Regions from separate parts of the Gossypium hirsutum genome. Here region 1 is linked to region 2. Evidence: chromatin contacts called from public Hi-C data. All regions are on one chromosome and are shown on one strand. The core of a region is the stretch at or near the end of the contact, and the rest is flanking DNA. Distances in the headings are between cores, read along the strand shown. Region 1 holds the start of LOC107950655 (protein PAF1 homolog). Region 2 has its middle 66 kb from the start of LOC107943047.

The links. A called contact is a pair of places that touch in the nucleus more often than the background predicts.
Region 1: a Hi-C map of leaf shows a contact between it and region 2, with 4 times the contacts expected there. The contact joins the promoter of LOC107950655 here to the enhancer-like site in region 2. A contact is called at or near these places in 9 of 34 Hi-C or Micro-C datasets (anther, callus, hypocotyl and 2 more).

Annotation. Positions count from the first base shown.
Region 1 is chrD03:11,413,943-11,417,230 of Gossypium_hirsutum_v2.1, reverse strand. LOC107950655 (protein PAF1 homolog) reads left to right here and starts at 1,725. Exons shown (of 12, transcript XM_016885537.2): 1 at 1,725-3,288. The coding sequence starts at 2,789.
Region 2 is chrD03:11,322,956-11,326,119 of Gossypium_hirsutum_v2.1, reverse strand. No RefSeq gene overlaps it. Among protein-coding and RNA genes, the nearest start is that of LOC107943047, 66 kb to the right of the region's middle. Within about 2 kb of position 1,494, at least 3 of the 9 cell types and tissues checked have an H3K27ac peak or open chromatin away from gene starts, as enhancers often do. A contact at or near this core is called in leaf, where this site is marked.

The DNA.
Region 1 (3,288 bases), core at 476-2,975, 91 kb before region 2:
ATCGCAACAAGTAAGTTAGTGAAAGTAAAAGTGTACGATAGCAAGGACTTGTATCAGTACAAATTCTCACTTGTACCTATACAGCTATGACAGAACATTGTCCCTCACTTGTTTTGAGTTGTTTCGACTCCTAGAGACCCGTGCTAAGTCCTGATGACCTCTAAACACTTAGGAATTGTTTTAAAATATTTATAAATTGTTTTAAAAGTTTTAATAATGAATTTAATCAATTGAAATGGTTTGATATGAATGGATTTATGTTTGACTTTCTTATTGAATTTAAAGTATAAGCTAGATTAAATTACTCTAGCAACTAATATGGGTCTCGCATTAGGACTCGACGACTGGATCAAATGCTGGATGTCACAGTTTTTAATGAACTTGCGTATTGGTTTTATACATATAATCTACTCATCTAGTCAAATTTTGATTGAAAACGGTTATGATAAGGAATTTTTATGTTATGGACTTGTTTCCATGTGTTAAACATGTTTTCATACTTTTTGTTTGACATATATCTTGCTAGGAGGCATATAGAGACATGATTGCATGACCTGGAATACTATTTTCCTATAGTTCTAGATTTATGTCTTGGGACTAGATAAAAGTCTTAAGACATGGTAGCCTGAGTATCGAGACTTGATTTTCAAGTCTCATGTAACACTCTATACCCAACTTGAATTAGAGACATTAACATTTTTAAAATTATGAAAATGAAATAAAATTAAAGAAATTACAAAATAAAAAATTTACAAAAATTGAATGAAAAACATTAAGAATAAAATAGTACAGAAAATTGCGAGAATAAATGTATAAGATTGGGAGAATAGATAAATAAGATTGAATAAATTTTTTTGAAAATAGACAGGTATATATAGGAAAAAAATGTCCTTTGGAGAAAAAAAATGTTGACATTGGAGAAAAAAGTGTTACCGTTGGTCAACTTGCCATTGATCCCAAGGTTAGAAACTCAACGACGGTGATATTCTAACAGTTTATATAATTTTTTTTAAAAATCCGACTTTGGTACAAGGCAACGCCATGTGATGAAAATGTGCTCTGTAATTTTTTAAACAACGCATTTTCACCTCTCTTCTCCATGTCACCTGAAAGCGCTTCCTACACGTGTTTTTTTGTCTTCTCCCTCCAAAATCGACTTATTTCTGTAATTTCCAAATAAAACGATATCAAACCTTAATTTTTTTTACAATTGACATATATGCTTAATTTTCTTGAAAATAAAGAGGAAGGAAAAAAAACAAAAGATAATGAAAATCTTATCATTGACTCTCCAAAATAATCTTCAAAGCAAGAAACGGTGGTCGGCAATGGTTAGAGACAATGATCAACAACAATTAAGGTTGAAACTTGAGATGAGAGAAGAGTTGAAAAGAAGTAGAGAGGCAGCCGTTGGCACATGTGATGCTGGAGTTTGCAGAAAACACAAAAGAGAGAAAATTTTGAGAGAAAGAGAAGAAGAGAGACTAAACTTGGCATTCAAATTTTTGCATAACTGCTTCTTGGGCCCTTGGGCAATTATAACCACCAGGCCGTTACAACCAATTTGAAATTTTGTTAGACATGTGCAATATTAGAGTGAAACGCACCATTTTACTCAATTCCCTTCATCAACACTGAAACGCTGCGTCTAACCCTCCCTTAAACTCTACGTTTTTTTGAAGTTTCTAAACATAAAAGATTAAACACTGTCGTTTTGTTAACGAACTTAACAGCTAATTAAGACTTGAGAATTTGACCCGTCTCAAAATGGCAGAGCAACGAGCAGCAGAGTTGTTCTTTTCTTCTTCAAGTGTTTTAGTAGGTACAAGACAGATTAAGGAATTTAGGGGTTTTTTTTTTTACTTTATTATTTTAGGTTGGGTGATTGGGTTGGATTGATTAAATTTTTTAGGGTTTGGTATGTTTTCGATGGATTTGGGTTGCAAAAGTCGGTTTAACTGGATTAAATTTTTAGGGTTTGGTATGTTTTCGATGGATTTGGGTTGCAAAAGTCGGTTTAACTGGTTTTGCATTGGTTCATTCAGTTTATAGATCGCGGTTCAACTGTGTTCACGACTCAACTAGTTCTCATCCTAACTCCGGATTTCAATAACATTGGAAAAAACAAAGAAATAATCCTGAATATATAAAACCCAAAAATAAATCCGAAGTCAAGTAAAAGAGGATATTATCCCCTTCTCCGTTCCGGCAAACTTTTTCCGGTCACTCACTCACGCATTTTGGTTTTCGCTTAGAGCTGTAAATAATAAACATATATTAGTTCGGATTTCAATTGGTTAGGTTTCTTTTTTCTCCCTTTAATAAAGTAGGAGCTGGTTTTTGCTTTCAAGTATTTACTGATTAGATTCCAGATCAGTCTCTATCTCTTTCCTAGGGTTTGTGGAATTGAGAGTTCAATTCGTTGCTCTGTTTATCTCATTTAACGCTTTCTTCCCACAAATTTTTTTGCCGACCTGATTAAATTAAAAATTTTTGGCGGTTGATTTTGCTAGGGTTTTAGCTACTTCAGCTGAATTCTGGAAATTAGGATTTCAATGTTTTGAATCTATTCCTTTAGGGTTTTTTTTTCTTGAAAGGAAAATAGGAAATTTCAAATTCGAGTTGAAGGTTTTCCAATTTGAATAAATTTCTTCAAGAAAACTAGGAGAAAAAAGAAGCCCAGAATTCAAAATCTCAAGTTTCATGTTTTACTGTTCTTTTATGCGGCTTTCTTATTGATTTGTCTCTGTTTTTGATACTGTGATAAAGTGAATAAAAGAGAAGAAGAATGGCCTCGTATAGGTCATTCCCACCACAATCCTTTCCTCCTCCACCCTCACCAAATCAAAATCCTCTCCCACCCCAACAACATTATGATCAAAATTACAATCAAATGAATTTGAAATCAAATTATCATTACCCTTCTTCAAGACCGCCCCAACAACAGCAGCAGCCACCGCCTCCTCCACCTCCACAGCAGCAATATTCTTATCCCCCACCGCCTCCGCCACCTCTGGATTCTTCCTATCCACCTCCCCCACCCCCTCCTCTGCCAACAGTGCCGCAAAATACCTTCAACTCACAGCCACCAATATACTATCCACCTTCACAGTACTCATCACAGTATGGCAATCAAGCAATGCAGCCACCTCCTCCACCGCCTCCCCCAAGTTCTCCCGGTTCTTCAATCCCTCCACCTCCTCCTCCCAGTTCTCCTCCACCTCCGCCTCCTCCAAAGGAGAGTGCTGGGGACAAGAGGTTAAGTGAGCTCAGTAAAGTGGGGAATAG
Region 2 (3,164 bases), core at 245-2,744:
ATGCAAGATTTATTTGATTTGGAGAAAATCTTCCTATGTTTAAACCAGACAATACAATGTTGAGGATAATTAGTGACCTATTTATAAAACAAAAAAGGTAGCACAATTGATGCAAATAAACCCGACTTGACGCATATATCTTTCTCGCTTCTAAGATGTAAAAATTAATCCAAGAATTCAAGATTGTTTGGGAGGCACCAGACATATATATTTATTATTATATCAAATTCTCCAATATCAACACCAAACACACTTAAAGAGAACAGTAAATGCAGGGCCTTGGTCTCTTCAACCAGTAAATTTTTATCCAATCTCAAATTTGTATAAAATATTTTATGTTTACTTGCATTTTTAAAAGTATATGTGTTAATATTCTTCATATTTGTTTTATTTCTGTTAATAATATTGTCTTTAAAATTTAAATTTACACTTCCCTTAAAAATCTAATATATTGTATTATTAGAAAAATATTTGAAAAACAAAACAAGCCATGTTTTTAAGAAATGATTTAGCAGAAGGGAAATTGAGGGTCCCCATGTCCACATCATATGCATCATTGCATGTGCTTTTAGCTGGAAAATGATTTTCCAGTGCCGTGACCTAAGATTTTATAGCTTTTTGTGTCCTCGTATAATAATAAATTATCATTTTAGGTATGTACTTTTTGTTTATTTATGGAATTATGAAACCGAACCCCAGGATTAGTTGAACAAAGATAATAAATTTGGGTAAGGTGGTTGGCGTAGTAAGTAAAAGATGAAATATATATATATATAAATCATGAATTATCCAGACTGGATTTGGGTTGTTAAAGAAAATGATGAGCAGGATTAATTCATATCCAAATTTAAGACAATAACACTATGATATCTGCTCCAGACCCCCCCCCCAAACCTTGGATCTTGTATTAACCCTTTCTTTTTCTTTATTGCATGATAAGCTGGGTACAAATTACAAAATAGTAAGATACGATATGATTAATTTAGAATTCACACATAAGAGATGTCAAAAAGTGCAATCAATATTTTAAAATGGATGTTACATTGGATTCGAGGGTATTATTTTAATTAGTAAGTTTATTAAGGCATTTCAAAAATAAAATTTAGATCAAGCTCACATTATTCACTTAAACAAAAAAAAATATAAGAAAATCTCAGGATAATAAAATTTGAATCATTTAATAGATTTCAAATGGAATAAAATTTTTTGAATAAATTAAAATAGAACGAGACAAGACAAAGGTTAAACGCATCAAACATCTACATAGGTGATTATTATTTTCAATATTTTACATTCATAACAAAACAAAATGAATGATGGAACAAAATATACCAACTTTAAGCAATAATAAATCTAACAATATATATTTCCACTCCCATCGAGATGTACCGAGCAAACTTAAATAAATCCATTTTTTGTTTGAAGGAAGGGCTACGAAATGGATTTATATTGTGCCCGAACATAGGGGCCTCTTTTAGTCCATAGGGTTTTGTTTGAAGCCTTAATTTATAGGCCTTGTCATCTTGTAAAACCAAGTTTTTATCTCTGTTATGGATCCTACATCACACATTACAAATTCATAAATCTTTTAATGAAAGTTTTAACTCCACAAGTAAAATTAAGAAGTTGATAAGTGTCTTACAAGAATATAATAAAATATTAAAAAAATAAAAATATATATTTTAAAAAGACATGTGTAATTTTTTAAACCTATTTTTATAATAAAAAACTTTTTACTAAATTATATATATGGTAACCAAATTACAATATAAAAACTAAATCTGCAATACAAATACTAATACCATTTTAAACCTATAAAACGCCAAAACCATATAAAAAGATCGCAAGAGAAGTGAAAACAAAACACCTCAAAATTTTTGCATCTACATCCCAACCTTTGACTCAATATATTATGAGGTAAGCAATTATCACCACATATGCAATATCAAGGCATAATGGTAAGATAATAAAAATGTAATCTTTAAAATGTTAATACTAAGCATGGTTTATTTAAAATCTAGGTAATGGATTAATTATTATTCTTTATGTCAAGACTAAAATTTTAAAATTCAAAAAGTATAAAGACTTAGAATGATCTAATTGAAAAATATGGACTATGTAACAACCCGATACAGTGGTGTCGAAAAGTACGATTTTAGGTTTCATTTTAATAGACCGAGTCTATAAATAATTAATAAAAATATTTACGGAGTTATGCTATAAATGAATTGAATCGAGGTTAAGTAATTCAGTTGATTTGAGTATTTAATCTAGTTCAAGAATTAAATTGAAAATTTAGATCGCTATAAATTTTAATTTGAAAATAGTTAAAAAGGACTAAAATTGCTAATAGCCCAAAAATTTTGGATGGCAATAAAAAATGCCAATTTTGTGGCTAAAAAATGTTGATGTTATATGTTATTATTTATTATAAAAAATTATAAAAAATAAAATAAGTTAAACTAGTTTAAGTGGAAGGAGAGAGAAGATGTCTTCTCCATCCTTCCACGTGACAAGAAAAAAAAAAGAGAGAAGAAACATAATAGATTTGGTTAGGGTTTCAAACTTTAATCCACAAATTGGTAAGTGTAATTTATTACTTTTCTTATAAATTTTATATTTTTGAGATCGGGGAATCATAATTTAACTAATTTGTGTATCAATTTATAAAACCGTTAAAGTTTTAGAAAGTTACCATTAATGATTTTTCTTTTTTTTATGTTAAATTGATAGATTTTTAGTGTATACATGAAAAATGACTAGATTTTTGAAGTTGGATGTTAGATTTTTCACTTGAGAAAATAAAGTAGATATCAAGTAGAGTAGTTATGAGATTTTGTTAGAAATCGATAATAGAGGGTCTAAAATAGAAGGAAATGAAGGCGGATTATAAATCGACGCTTAGAATGGAGAGTTATGCTTGTTTCGATTTTAAGAATTTAAATTGAATGAAATGTGAAGTTTGTCTAGGATAATAATTGACTATGAATTGGGTGAATTATTGATCGTGTTATTTGTTTATGTTAATTCGTAGCTATTGACAATCCGATTTCTTCAAAAGCGAAGGAAAAAGCTAAAGTCACCGATGAGTAGTTTGAAATTTCCTATAAGTACCATCATAACTCAACTTATTATTTATTTTTCCTTTTAATTTCATTGTTAGG